Regions from separate parts of the Mus musculus genome. Here region 2 is linked to region 1. A link is a contact called in public HiChIP or PLAC-seq data. All regions are on one chromosome and are shown on one strand. Each heading gives the region's core, a stretch centred on a gene start, on an enhancer-like site or on the middle of the called end of the contact. The rest is flanking DNA. Distances are from core to core; before and after follow the strand shown.

The links. HiChIP or PLAC-seq counts read pairs in DNA pulled down with a chosen protein or histone mark.
Region 2: a contact with region 1 is called in an H3K27ac HiChIP or PLAC-seq map of trophoblast stem cells, with 3 times the contacts expected there. The contact joins the promoter of Cdk20 here to the enhancer-like site in region 1. A contact is called at or near these places in 21 of 39 promoter capture datasets (the 3T3-L1 cell line, the C10 cell line, the HPC-7 cell line and 12 more), 1 of 15 datasets of contacts at CTCF or cohesin (CD8 T cells), 31 of 484 Hi-C or Micro-C datasets (the 3T3-L1 cell line, 3T3-L1-derived adipocytes, the C10 cell line and 16 more), 25 of 115 datasets of contacts at active chromatin or transcription factors (the NIH/3T3 cell line, bone marrow-derived macrophages, craniofacial prominence and 15 more) and 3 of 9 other capture datasets (adipose tissue, liver and pancreatic islet).

What each region holds. Positions count from the first base shown.
Region 1 is chr13:64,344,308-64,351,573 of GRCm38.p6, reverse strand. No RefSeq gene overlaps it. Among named protein-coding and RNA genes, the nearest start is that of Gm31128, 4.2 kb to the right of the region's middle. Within about 2 kb of position 1,938, at least 24 of the 459 cell types and tissues checked have an H3K27ac peak or open chromatin away from gene starts, as enhancers often do. A contact at or near this core is called in the NIH/3T3 cell line, intestinal crypt epithelium, trophectoderm and 1 more, where this site is marked.
Region 2 is chr13:64,428,345-64,435,448 of GRCm38.p6, reverse strand. It overlaps Cdk20 (cyclin-dependent kinase 20), which reads right to left and starts at 2,896. Exons shown (of 8, transcript NM_053180.2): 1 at 2,779-2,896; 2 at 2,359-2,472. The coding sequence starts at 2,853. 1700015C15Rik (a long non-coding RNA gene) reads left to right here and starts at 3,013. Exons shown (of 3, transcript XR_873594.1): 1 at 3,013-3,095; 2 at 4,044-4,198.

The DNA of each region.
Region 1 (7,266 bases), core at 689-3,188:
TAATACTCATGACAATGCCAAATCCAGACTACAGCCAGATTTCTGCGGTACAGAAATCATCATCTGAATATACAATGTACAAAATCACCCCTCCCCAACTCACACTGGTGAATCTATGAGTGACCCCCAAAACAAAACAACAACAGCAGCAGCAGTAAAACCCCAAACAACAAAAGTATCGACACACAAGTCAGGCATGGTGGTTGCATGACCTTCATCCCCTCAGTTACTTGGCCAAAGTGAGTGGAACACTTGAGGCCAGCAAGGTAAAATAACCAGCATGGATTATTTTTATAGGCAACAGATTTATAATTATGTAGTACATTGGGGTGGGTGATACAGAAGATGGGGAAGGGAAAACAGAGGGTCCTTAGATAACTTTATAAAGGAATGACTGTAACCCAGGATTTATTCTCCTGAAATCTGCCAGATATAGTTCATTCACAAGTCAAAATAAAGAATCACCTCTGGCCATTGAGATCCCCATGCAGTCTGTGTTGGGTTGATGGCTCTCACTTCGTATCACTTTCCAGCAGAAAGGAAGAGGGAGAGGCTTTGCTATGGGCTGAATGATGTCAAAGAGGGAATTTGCCAAAGGACAACATTCCAAGAAGGCTACTCAACTGAGGTGCACACTAACCCTGGTCAGAACTACAGAGCATTTGCTCCCTAGAGCTGTCTCCCGGCACAGTGGTCACATACATGTGCTAGGCAAGCACTCTAGCAACTAAGCCACTAAGCTTGAATCTGTAGATTTATTCTTTTTCCAAGATTTGAAATGCTTGAGCCATTATTTTTTTCGAATGTGTTTCAGTCCCACTTGCTCTCCCCTCTGGGTCTGAACCAACACAGAAGTAAATATGTCACCATTGCCTGGCTCCCTTGGCTGTTGCTATTGTTTTTCCTTTAGTTATTTGTCTGCTTCACATTGGATGGATTCTAGCATCCCGTCTTCAGGTTTATTGACTGTTCTCTAGTCTATTATATCCACTGTGAGATCATCCAGTAGGTTATTTATTTATTATTTATTTATTTATTTTTCAGTTTTCTCACTTCCATCATGTTTCTTTTTATAATTCTTTGGGGTGTGGGGGGAGGAGGTGGAGGATGACCTCAAACTCACTGTGTAGCTGAGTTATCCTCCTTGAAGTCTCCACCTCCTAAGTGATGTTATGATAGGCATGCACCCACACCCAGCTTTAATTGGGTACTAGAGATCAACCTAGGGACTTAGTCTATGCTAGGCATTCACTCTACCAGCTGAACTATGTTCCTGGTCCTGAGAAGTATTTTTAAACAACTTCTTCTTCTTCTTCTTCTTCTTCTTCTTCTTCTTCTTCTTCTTCTTCTTCTTCTTCTTCTTCTTCTTCTTCTTCTTCTTCTTCTTCTTCTTCTTCTTCTTCTTCTTCTTCTTCTTCTCCTTCTCCTTCTTCTCCTTCTTCTTCCTCTTCTTCCTCTTCTTCCTCTTCTTCCTCTTCTTCCTCTTCTTCCTCTTCTTCCTCTTCTTCCTCTTCTTCCTCTTCCTCTTCCTCCTCCTCCTCCTCCTCCTCCTCCTCCTCCTCCTCCTCCTCCTCCTCCTCCTCTTCTTCTTCTTCTTCTTCTTCTTCTTCTTCTTCTTCTTCTTCTTCTTCTTCTTCTTCTCTTATTTACTTTGTCATTGCTATCTACAGACTGTTTCTCCTTCTCCTTGTGATTTTGCTGATTCTTGGTGTAACACAGTCTTTTCTGTATCCTACAGAGCGAGGCTGTGGGTTCTAGTTGCCTTTAATAGGTATAGCTCAAAGATCAGGTAGGTATGTTTGTTCAGCTTCCTGGTTCAGCTTCTCCAAACTATCCTGGTTGGAAAAATAAAAAAATGGGCCTGACTCATGTTGCATTGCTGCAGAGGGTGGGGTGAAAGTTCAAACCCTCCCTCTCCCACAGTCACCTTCCTGGTAAATTGGGACACTGACTCATACAGTAACCTTACTGACTCTGCACTCAATTGTGTGATCAGCTCCCTGGATAACCTTACTGTCTTTCAAGTGGAGAAGGAAGAGATAAAACTGAAAGCTGGATCAGACCATTGCTACACTAGAAGGACAGGAGAGTCAGGTCCGTTCTGCTTAGCACTGATACCAGAGAAGAGGCAAACCAAACATCAACTCTGTTCTGTTTCCTTGTTGTGCCAAAGAAAAATGTTCAGCTTCCCAGAGGGTCTTGAAGACAGGAGTTGGAGGAGTGAGGCCTAATTTGAAACTAGCCTTTATACTGCCTCTCAGTGAGCATTAGTTCCCTATCAAGTCTATGGGGACAGAGGCTCAGCTGACCACTAATGCCACCCTGGTGGGGTATGCACACCCTGCCTGATTTATGCAGAGAATGGAACCTCAGCTCCAACGTTGTCTAGCAAATTCAGACACATGTTCGCCTTTTCCAAATGGGAAAGATTAATTCTGATCAACTTTGATATCAGCACATGACTAGAGAACTGGGGTTGGGGTGGACTGCTTGCTTCTGCAGAGGAGGGAGACATCTGCAGTGCCCTGTCTACCTCACATAAGCAACATGCAGAAACCCCAATGATCAGTCCCCCAAAACCCATCTCTATTGTCATATAGGTATCTGGACAATCCTTCCATGTATGGCTTCAGGGCCCTATGTTTGTTTGTAGTTTAATTTCCAGGGTATTTTATTTCTGCAAAGCATGAGTGAGGAGTGGATTACTTTGTGTAAGCAGAACCAAAAACTAGCTTTTGTTTTTTTGTTTTTCAGGTTGGCAATAACAATGCCACCTTGTGAATACTGCTGAGTGACTATGTCAAGCTTCCGATGACCTAAGGCTGCTTCCACTGAGTAACTAGAGTAAAATAGAAACCGAGTCATTTCTACTTTAAACATTCAAGATCCAGTAACATTTCTCATAATTTTCAATATTCTTTTCTTCATAGAGACTCACTAGGGCTAGAGAGGTGGCTCAGTGTTTAAGAGCACTGACTGCTTTTCCAGAGGTCCTGAGTTCAATTCCCAGCAACCACATGGTGGCTCACAACCATCTGTAATGGGATCTGATGCCCTCTTTGAAGACAGCTACAGTGTACTCATGTAAAATAAATTAATTAATTTTTAAGAAGACACAGAAACCTTTAGATTGATGATAAGCTTAAATGCACTAGGGCTGGGGAGATATCAACTCTCTATGCTATTTTCCCTGTGGTAATCCCCAAGATATCACTTGCCATGTTCCATCAGGGTAGCCTCTCATGGTCATGTGCTCACAATCCACATGGTGACTACCTCTTCCTCCTCCTCTTCCTCCTCCTCCTCCTCCTTCCTCCTCTTCCTTCTCCCTCCTCTTCCCTCTTCCTCCTCCCCCTCCTCCTCCTCCCTCCTCTTCCCTCCTCCTCCTCCCCCTCCTCTTCCCTCCTCCTCCTCCTTCCTCTTCCCTCCTCCTCCTTCTCCTCCTTCTCTTCCTCTTTCCCCCCTCCTCTTCCTCCTCTTCTTCTTTCTCCTCATCTTCCTCCTCATCATCATTCTCCCCATGGTCCCTGCCTGAGACCCCAAGTCCTAGAACCCTAGAACCCTTGCCCCACTTACCTCTCTCTGCCTAACTAAACTGTCAGCAACTTCTATTAACTAACCAGAGATAAGTGGGGCAACCAGATATTAGAATATAGAGTTCAGCATGCAAATACTAAGCAGCACCAGCCCAACCCCCTACAAAAACCTATCTCAAGAGAAAAAATTGGACTATACAATGCTCTTCCTGTGTCACATGCAATAATTAATAAGATAAAACAAGGACTCAAAGGTACAAGTGAATTTTATATGGCGTTCTCTTGCACAGAACTTATCCCCAATGCTTCCACACATCATCATCAGACCTCCCCAATCCATGGAGAGTCACTTGACAGAAGGGAGAAAAGGTTGGTTTGTAGATATACCTGAAAGGTGTGACATGTCACTTGGAAGGGATAATTACTGCAGCACAGTCCTATTCAGTGAGAAAAGGTCCTGAGAGGCTGTGATCCGAGGAGGCAGAAGGGGGCCCATTTGGTTGTTCCCTTCATCTGAATAAACATGACAAATGGCTCAGTGAGCCAACTCAATTCAAGTGTAGGAAAAACATAATTAGAAATGTATCAAGGATCTAATACAAATTATAGGGGGTATGAGGTGTAGCTTGCATGTCGTCCCAGCATCTGAGGATGGCAGAGTAGGAGAGTATCAATGTTCACAAGGAGGCTGGGTATTGTGTATACCACAAACACAAAGTTCATGCTGTTTATCCCTTCGGCAGTCTATGTTGAGCCATGAGCTCAACATCACAAGGTTCTTCTTAAGCACATGGCTCTTTGGAGTTGCCTTTTTTTTTTTTAAAGGTCTTTGATGTGGGTTTCAAGGGAGATACTGAGACAGTCTTTAGTAAGAAGTTAATTAGAAGAGTCATTAATACCGTAGGCCAAAAAGCAAATCACAGCACAGTGAGACTCTGCGGAGTTCAGGCTCCAATGCCACACACAGACAACATGTTAGTGGCTCTGGGGAGACAGGCCCAGAAAGCAAATGGGAGTTGCTTCTTGTAGATCTCCAAGAGTCAATCCTGCAGCAAGGCTGTCTCTGAGTCCCCGGCCAGCAATAGGGAAAGAGTGTATGCATGATACATAGATGGTGTATCAGTTTCTTTTCTATTGAGATGATAAAATAAAATGAGCAGGGCTGGAGAAATGGCTCAGTGGTTAAGAGCACTGGCTACTCTTCCAGAGGTCCAAAGTTCAATTCCCAGCAACCACATGGTGGCTCACAACCATCTGTAATGGGATCTGATACCCTCTTCTGGTGTGTCTGAAGACAGCGACAGTGTACCCATATTATATCATGACCAAAGCAACTTAAGGAAGACTTTACTATGAGTTACAGATACAGCTGGATAAGGTCCATCATGGCTGGAAGAGCATGAAGCCGACTGATCACATGCTTACCCAAACGCAGGAAGCAGTGGGAGAGTAGGAAGTGGGTCAACTATAGGGGCGTGCTCCCTTCAGTAAGGCTCTGCCCCTTAAAAAGTTCCATATTCTTTCTCCCTCTAAACAGTGCCCGCCAACTGGAGACCAAGTGCTTAAAAGCATGATCCTATTTGTAGAGAATATTTCTCATCTAAACCATCCCAGGTCCACTAGTAGACCTTTTTTTAATGTGTCTGATGTGCCCCATATATCTGCCTACTCATATGGGGAATTAAAAAGTCTGGGTGCCTGGGAGCTAGAGGCTCTGAGCAGGATGCTTGCTAGGATCTGAGAGACTGAAAGGAGAGAGAGGGACAGCTGTTATGGCTGTGGCCAGAGCAGTAGGTAGTCTGTGTTCAATGCTTTTCTGCCAAGTTCTGGTAATTTTCTATTCTCTTTGAGTCAAATTGGGTAGTGACATAAGGTCTCACAGCCACTAGGCCAGAATGCCTCTCTGAGATAACCTAACCACGTCCATGCTCTTTGTCAAGGTCTCTTTCATTATAAGCCCTTGAGTAGCCCATTGTTTCTCAACAATGTACCATGCCAGATTGTGAAATTTTATCTCTTTTTCCTTATTAGTATGACAGCATCAGCATTAGAATGCTGGCCATCACACAAGCTCTGTGTGTGTGTGTGTGTGTGTGTGTGTGTGTGTGTGTGTGTGTGTGTGTGTGTACAGATGTGGAGACCAGATCAAAGCTTTGAGTGTCATACCTTATTGTTCTGCTTCTCTCTGTCTATGTCTCTATATCTGTCTCTGTCTCTCCTCTCTCTCTCTTCTCTTTCTTTCTTTCTTTCCTTCTTTCTTTCTTTCTTTCTTTCTTTCTTTCTTTCTTTCTTTCTTTCTTTCTTTCTTTCTTTCTTTCTTTCTTCCAACATGGCCATCACCCTGTATGCCTGGATCACTAGCCAGAGAGCCTCAGGGAGCCTGCATGTCTCTACCTCACAGCACTGGGATTACAATCATCCAATAGAAAGCTTTCTTTTATTTTATTTTTTTAAAGACATGGTCTCATGTGGCTCAGGGCATTGTGGAGGGTGACCCTTACTCCAGATCCTCCTGCTTCTATCTCCCTGATTCTGGGAAAACCCTGAGCACAGTACCACAGAACAGGTTTTTCATGCAATGCAAAGGATGATGCCCAGTGCTTCCTACAAGACAGATGCTCTACTGACTGAGCTAGATCTCTATCCCATTCCCTTCTTCCATGTGATTAGGATCCAAAGTTTAAACCTCATAGAAGGAATAACTAGTGTTAAAATCAGCCAGACACATGCTTTATCATGCTCATATGCCCCTGACTTAAGGGGGAAAACATTATTGGGTTTTTTTTTGGAGGGGGTGTCCTGAAATAAATTATATTGGTTCCAAATAGTTTTATGGCCCTCTTGTAATCCACATTTAAGTAACTTTAATGTTCCCATGAGATACTTATTTTGGTTTCTCTTTGAGTTTAAAGGGCACCTGAAGGAAGAATCCTTATCTTTTTTGCCTTTGAATTGCAAAAATATCAAGCACACAAAAAGGTAAAAACTGAAAAAGTGAATCTATAACCATGCCCTTGGTTTAAGAAAAATGTACACTTTTTTGTGGTTTCCTTTGAAGAGTTTTTGTGAAAAATAAACTATAAAGTGAATTAGCAAAGATAATTCTAATGTCAAGTACTTTGTTGTGTGTCCCTTTATAAGGATATTGTTTAATATAATTCGGTTTAAAATAAGTGTAATATTTCTTTAAAATTGTTTTATTTTATAAGGCTGTGGCTCACTCTCTAGCCCTGGCTAGCCTAGAACTCGATGTATAGACCTAATTGTCCTTGTATTTCTGGCAATCCTCTTGTTTCTCAGAAAGCTGTGGTTAATTTTAACATTTGTATGTGCATCACACCCAGCTAATTCCATAAATTTCTAATTGCCAACCCATATTCAAATTTCTCAGCTTGTTCCCAATGTCTTGACAACTGTTTTTGTTTTGTTTTGTTTTATGTTTTTTCAGTCTGGATTTGGTGAAGGACTACGCGTTGTAGTGGGCTGAAGAACTGAAATTTAGCCCACAAATTTAGTCTGGGGGTATTCAGACAGAGCACCTTGCGACCAGTGGTGAGGGGTTAAAGTCTGAAGGTCACCTCCATAAGGCGAGGAGATTTATGGGAAATGTAGTCTGAAATGCTCCAGGCTTAACCCCACCCCCACCCCCAAAGCTGCAGTCCTGGACTGGGTCTCCTGGATTCCATCCATACCGTCCAAAGCTGTGACAAGGTGTTAGAGACCTGGAGGA
Region 2 (7,104 bases), core at 1,647-4,146, 83 kb before region 1:
TTCCAGGACAGCCAGAGCTATGCAGAGAAACCCTGTCTCAAAAAACTAAAAAAAAAAAAAAAAAAAAAAAAAAAAAAAAAAAAAAGAAGGAGTTTGGTCAGAGGTAGGTCTGGGGAGGAGGTCTGAGCATGGAAAACAGAAACAAAAAAGTACAAGGGCCAAAGACTAGCAGAGATGGCTAGAGGGACAAGAAGTAAGTGTCTTTTTGGAAAGGACTTGAACTCACCATGTAGAAGAAGATGACCTAATACTCTGCATCCTTCTGCCTCCACTCCCTAAGTGCTGGGATTACAGGTGTGAACCACAAAGTCCAGCTGAATAGTAGTACATCCTTTAGGGGATGAACATGTCTATTCTGTCCCGTGCTCCTGCAACCTATATGGATGCTAGTTCCTGAAGGGATGCCTAAGAAGAGGTAGCTAGTGAAGAAGATAGAAAGACTGGGGACAAATCTACTCCATGTTTTTTGCATGCATCTGTGTGTTTGGATGTACCCATGGCTGAAGTCATGGGTCTTCTCTCCTTTTTTTTAAAGATTTATTTATTTATTATATGTAAGTACATTGTAGCTGTCCTCAGATACTCCAGAAGAGGGCATCAGATTTCGTTATGGATGGTTGTGAGCCACCATGTGGTTGCTGGGATTTGAACTCGGGACCTTCGGAAGAGCAGTTGGTGCTCTTAACCACTGAGCCATCTGGTCAGCCCTGAGTCTTCTCTTTAATTGCTCTCTACATTATGTGTCGAGGCAATGTATTCCTATTGAATTCAGAGCCTTCCCAATACACTAATCTGACTAACCAGCTTGCTCCAGGGGTCTCCTGTCCAGTACCTTATAAGTACTGGACTCACAGGTGGAGTATCGCACCCACCTGACATTCACCTGGATTAACAGTTCCCACCAAGCCATTTCCCCATCCCCTAGTTTTTTGGTTTTTGTTTGGTTTTGTTTTTGTTTTTTTTTTAATGAAAACTTGGGACTAGAGAGACAGTTCAATGGTTAAGAGTACTTGACGCTCCTGGAGAGGACCCAGATTTGGTTCCCAGCATCCACATAGTGGCTCACAACCATCCGTCTCCAGTTCCAGGGAATATGATGCCCTCTTCTGGCCTCAATGGGCACAAGGCACACACACAGTACACACACATAAACACATGCAAAATGTTCCTACGCATAAAGTTAAATATAAATTAATTAACCAGGTAAAATGGCAACGTCAGGACGGCTGTCAATCATCAGCATCCTTATGGGTCTTGAACCACCTGTCCCACACATAAGCTGCCTGGAAAGCCCTTTTATTTTCAACAACAACAAAAAGGAACCACCTTAGTGAAGGTTTTATTTTGGCAGTAAACCAGCATTGGAACAAATAAAAATACACACCTACATTCAGACAGTACACATGTTACACACAGTACACATATATAAACACATATCTCATGTTATAAAGATGAGGTATGAACACATATCTCATCTGCAGTAAATTTTGAGGCACACACCACTACACTTCACAATACAGGAGCACACAAACTGATTCCATCACACATAAGCTCTCAGGAATCAGACTGAGACCAATTCCTCAGTGTCACTAGTGCTGTGTACAGGCCAGAATTTTTAGGAGGCCCCAGGGGCATTCTGGCAGTGTCACTCAGCTGCAGACCCATGAGCTGATGATAAAAGCCAAGCATTCCCCTGTGCTTAACAAAGACCCTGAAGAGAAAGAAAGAAAGAAAGAAAGAAAGAAAGAAAGAAAGAAAGAAAGAAAGAAAGAAAGAAAGAAAGAAAGAAAGAAAGAAAGAAAGAAAGAAAGAGGGAGAGAGAGAGAAAGAGAGAGAAAGAGAAAGGAAGGAAGAAAGGAAGAAAGAAAGAGAGAAAAGCAGGGTGAACGGAGGGTGACCACACATGAAAGTCTTTAAGATATCCTTCAGAACAAAGTAGGGGCTCAACGGGTGCAAACTGCTGAGAAGTCAGCATGGTTAGGGGCATAATTTAATGGCCCAGCACCTGTCTAGCATAAGGAAGGTGGGAGAGCAGGTATAGGAAGGAAAGGAGAAAACAAAAAGAAACACACACAATAGTTAAAGGGGGGGGGATGCATAAACATATGAGCAATGGGTGTGTAAATGAGAGAGAATGGGAGGGTTAAGTACTCAGGTGAGAGTGGATCTGGGAGCATAAATAAGGAGTAAGCAGGAGGGGGCAGAATGGGGATTAGAAAGGACTCCTTTAAAGTGTATACTGGTGAGTAGAGAGGGATGGAAATGAATGAAAGTGGTCGAGAAGCTGCTGTCTTGGAACCTGCCACCGGTCTTGTTCACCCGAGCCCTGCATGACCACCTGAGCCCAGCCCCACTCACATATTGACTGTCCTCTATCTCCTGCAGAGCCTTGATTTCTCTGAGGGCCTGGTTAGGAATACCATCCTCCAGCCGCCGCAAGGCCACCTTCTTGAGGGCAACGATCTCGCCAGTCTGTGCAGGAAAGAGTGCCGACACTGCCAGAGACCTTTGGCAAGGTAGGGGCAGGGAGAGAACACCCCAGGAGCGAGACACCCCACAGAGACCCGCCCCTAAGTCGGGAAGATCTGAACCGACCGCCAGGGGTCGCGCTCCCGCAGTCCGGCCGCTGGAAGCGGGATCGCCACAGATGGGACCCCGCCAAGTATCCTAAAGAGACCTCTGAGGCGCGCCCGCGCGCGCTAGCAGATCTCTACACGGAAAGACTGCAGAGGGAGCGCAGTGGGCATCCCTCGGACTGCACGTGCGGCATGGTCTCACCTCTACGTGCTTGGCTTTGAAGACGATGCCGTGGGCGCCCTCCCCGATGCGACCGAGGATGCAATACTGGTCCATGTCGGCCCGCGGTGCCCAGATCCTACTCTACAGGGATCCAGCATAGGCTCCTGCAAGCGTTGCCTAGCAATAACGCGTCTAGCAGCTGCTCCGTAAAGCACGTGACCGGAAAGACCAGTGCTGAGCTCAGTCAGGAATCTGCATCCCCTCTAGGCAGCACCTTTCCGCAGCCTTCGGCAGTCACTCTATCGTAATCTAACGCTCCAGGACGTGGCCATAGCACCACGTGACAAGAAACGCTGGTGCGTGGGGCTGAGAGGGGCAGGGCTACGCATGTAAAGGGTGTGTTCATTCGCCCAGAGGCGGAGCCTCTGGTAGGGAGGTGGATCTGGTGGAAGACTTCCAGAAACCAGCAAGAGTATCAGGTGGCAGGCACTCACTCAGCCGCTCTCTACATTTAGGCCTCTTTGTAACTGACGCAAATCATTGTTGCAGACAAGCACAGAGCTGAGTCGTGGAGTGTCTTAGTTAGGATTTTACTGCTGTGAACAGACACCATGACCAAAGTAACTCTTATAAGGACAGCATTTAATTGGGACTGGCTTACATGTTCAAAAATTCATCCTTTGTTATCAAAGGAGGGAGCATGGAGCATCCAGGCAGGTATGTTGCAGGAGGAGCATATTCAACTGCAGGCTGCTCGGAGAAGACTCGCTTCCAGACAGCAAGAGTATTAAAACCCACTTCCACAGTGATACACCTACTCTAATAAGACCACACCTGCTAATAGTGCCACTTCCTAGCCCAAGCATATACAAACCATCACATGGAGAATCACTTGGGTCTTTGGTCCCCAAAGGGCATCATGAATCCAAGTACCTTTTTTAAAAAGCTTACTAGCACTGACGATAAAGCTCCTTTGGTGAGGTGCTTGCCTAGAGTGAACAAAAGCCTTTGGTTCGACTCCCTGTACCACCTATGTTGGTTGCTCTAAATCACATCTGCCGTCCCAGTACTTGACAGGGTCTTATTAATCTACACAGTGCGATGCATCCTGCTTAATAAGAGACCTTATCTCAAAATAGAGAGAGGTGTCCACAAGTATATGAGATGACGACCAGCACCCCTACTAATTAGGAAAAATGAAATCAAACCACAATAAGATATCTTACACCCTTTAGGATGATTACTATCAGGAACGTAGATGATAAACCTGATACAGTTGTTCTGACTATAACTCTTGTATCCAGCAGGCCAAGACGAAGAGAATCTCAAGTACGAAGCCAGTATGGACAAGGTTACCTGCTAACATGGTAAAGCTGTGGAGAAATCAAGACAGAAGAGAGGGGAGAAGAACCTACACTAACGTGGGAAGGCAAGGATGCCAAGAAATTACCACTTTTGTGTGCGTTTGTTAAAAAGTGTTTCAGGGGTGGTTGCTCACTCCCTACAATCCCAATACTAGAGAGACTAGGAGTTGCAGGAGGATTGCCTCAGGTTCCAGGCCAGCCTGAGCTACAGTGTGAGACTTTCTCAAACCCAAAAGAAACGAAACTTTTAAATAGAATATGAAACTAGCCAGGCTCTATGGACTGGCTGTGGGACCCTCTTCTCAGGGAATGAGATAAGTGAAAGTTTTTGCCATACCTGTGGCACACACTACGCCTAGGTTTAAATCAGAAAAAGGAAATCCAAGTGTGGACTAGGGGGTAGAGGGAGCGTGAGGGGGCAGAAGCCCAGGAATTTGAGCTTATCCTTGATTGTATGCTGAGTGTAGCTTTCATTGGCTAATTACCTCTGAATTAAGGAGATTGTAGCATTGATATCCAAAACTAATACACTGGGGTTTTGTTTGTTTGTTTGTTTATTGTTTGAGACAGGGGCCACACAGTATTACTCTAGCTGACCTGAAACTCACTCTGTAAACCAGGCTGGCCTCAAACTCACAGATGTCCACCTGCCTTTGACTCCCAAGTCCTGGGATTAGACAAGACTATTCTCTTTGAAAAGTTTGTCTCACCCAATATTGTGAGTTCCAGACCTTTGCTGAAGCCTTTCCGCTTTCCAAAGGGACATTGGCCCACTTGCCTTGCCCTTCTTCTCAATTCCCTCTGCCTTGCTAAAAAAAAAAAAAAAGTTAAATTACATTCCTAAAGCAAGCCACCAAGGTCTGGTTCCTTCTTGGCCAATTCTTCCTCCTGAGGCTGCTACCAGTGTCCAGCTATCAAAGTATTAAAGTCGGGAATTAAAAGCCCCCTTTGGCTCACCTAATTAACATGTCCAATTAAAATTAAACACCCCATCCTAATATGGGTTTTTCCCTTTACCTTTATAAACCACCATTTGCCTATGGGCCATGTCTGTCTTTTCTCTATCCAAAAGCAGTCCTTTGTCATCCTGGGACAAATATACTTGCCTCCTCTCCCCCTCTTCTCCTTCGTCCTCTATCTCCTGTCTTTGTCTCTTATCCCCTGCCCTCTGGGGTAAATAAATCTTCGTGTTAAGAATTTGGGGTCCTGAGGCAATAACTTCCCTTTCACTGTCAACGGATGTCAGTATCGTGAGCTGAATATGTATAAAGTTCTAAAAGAGTTTTTAAAGGGAAAGAAAAACTTCTTATACTTAAAAACAGAAAGCATCATCAGCCCCCTTCCAGGTAGTGCAGCCTGTGATTTCAGCACTTTGGGATGCTGAAAGGCAGAAAGATCATGAGTTCAAAACCAGCCTGTACTACAGAGTTCAATGTCTCAGTAGCTGAGAGAATTCTAAGAAAGAAGGGAAATCAGTTTTCTCCAGGGAGAAGTCCCCTAATAGGCTATCCAGTCCAATTGGTCACTCCTATACATATAAGCAAAACTAAATGAGTTTGTGTGTGTGTGTGCGTGTGCGCACGCTCATGTACATATGTGTATATGTGTAACAATAATAATTAAAGAAGAGGTCATGAATTTAAGAGGGAGTAAGAGGAGACAGAAGAAATTGGAGATGAAATGATGTAAATACAGTACTCATTGTATGAAACTGTCAAAAAAACAAACAAAAAATACATTTAATTAAAAGAAGAAAAAAAAAAGTACTGTCCTGACTGGCAGTAGAGATCAGAGAAAGGCAAGGTGTTCTGCTGACACCTAGTGTCTGAAGCATGGAAGGCCTAAGCAGACAGAACTCAGAACAGCGTTTATCACCTGCCTGTTCCTTAGTCATTCTGCTTTGTTTCTTTATATGAGAGAGAGAGAGAGAAAAACACAGAGAGAGAAACACAGAGAGAGAAAAACACAGAGAGATAAACAGAGAGAAAAACAGAGAGAGAAACAGAGAGAGAGAAACAGAGAGAGACAGAGAATGAGAGACAGAGAGAAACAGAGACAGAGACAGAGAATGAGAGAGACAGACAGAGAGAGAGACAGAGAATGAGAGAGACAGACAGACAGAGAGAGACAGAGAGAGAGAGAGAGAGAGAGAGAGAGAGAGAAGGATCCAGTGAGACGGCTCAGCAGGTAAAGGTGAGTGCCACCAAACCTGTCAACCTGAGTTCCATCCCCAGGCCCACATGATAGAAGGAGAGATTGAATCCTTCAAGCTGATCTCTGACCTCCACACATGTGCTATGGTGTGAGCCAACATCGATGAATACATAAGTTAAAATGTAATAAAAAAATTAAAGAAGCAATTTGTAATCAGTATTTATTGTTTCTTTGAAAGTAAGTGAAATTATCCTCCAGGGGTGGTGGTGCCTTAAATCCCAGCACTCAGATTTCTGCAAACAGATTTCTGTGGGCTCAAGGCCAGGCTGGTCCTTCAAAGAGAGTATCAAGCTACACAGTGTCTTTTTTTTTTTTTAGATTTATTTATTATTATATGTAAGTACACTATAGCTGTCTTCAGATGCACCCGAAGAGAATGTCAGATCTCATTACAGATGGTTGTGAGCCACCATGTGGTTGCTGGGATTTGAACTCAGGACCTTTAGGAAGAGCAGTCAGTGTGCTCTTAACCGCTGAGCCATCTCTCCAGCCCCCTACACAGTGTCTTAATAAAATAAAATAAAATAAAATAAAATAAAATAAAATAGTGCACAATTGCCTCATCCCTAATGAGTGCATGTTCATGAAAGCTAACTCTGACCCAGATGCAGGCATATAGGAGCAAAAGAATCCCTGAGTGGATGAACATGTAAGGAGTGGATAAAGTCCCGAGTTAATGTATATTATTGACACAGACACGGCCATGCCAAGGACTCAGTGTCTCACACCTGTGGGAATGGCAAAGACTTCCCCTTCGGAGTCAGACCCAGATGGATGCAAAGCCTTT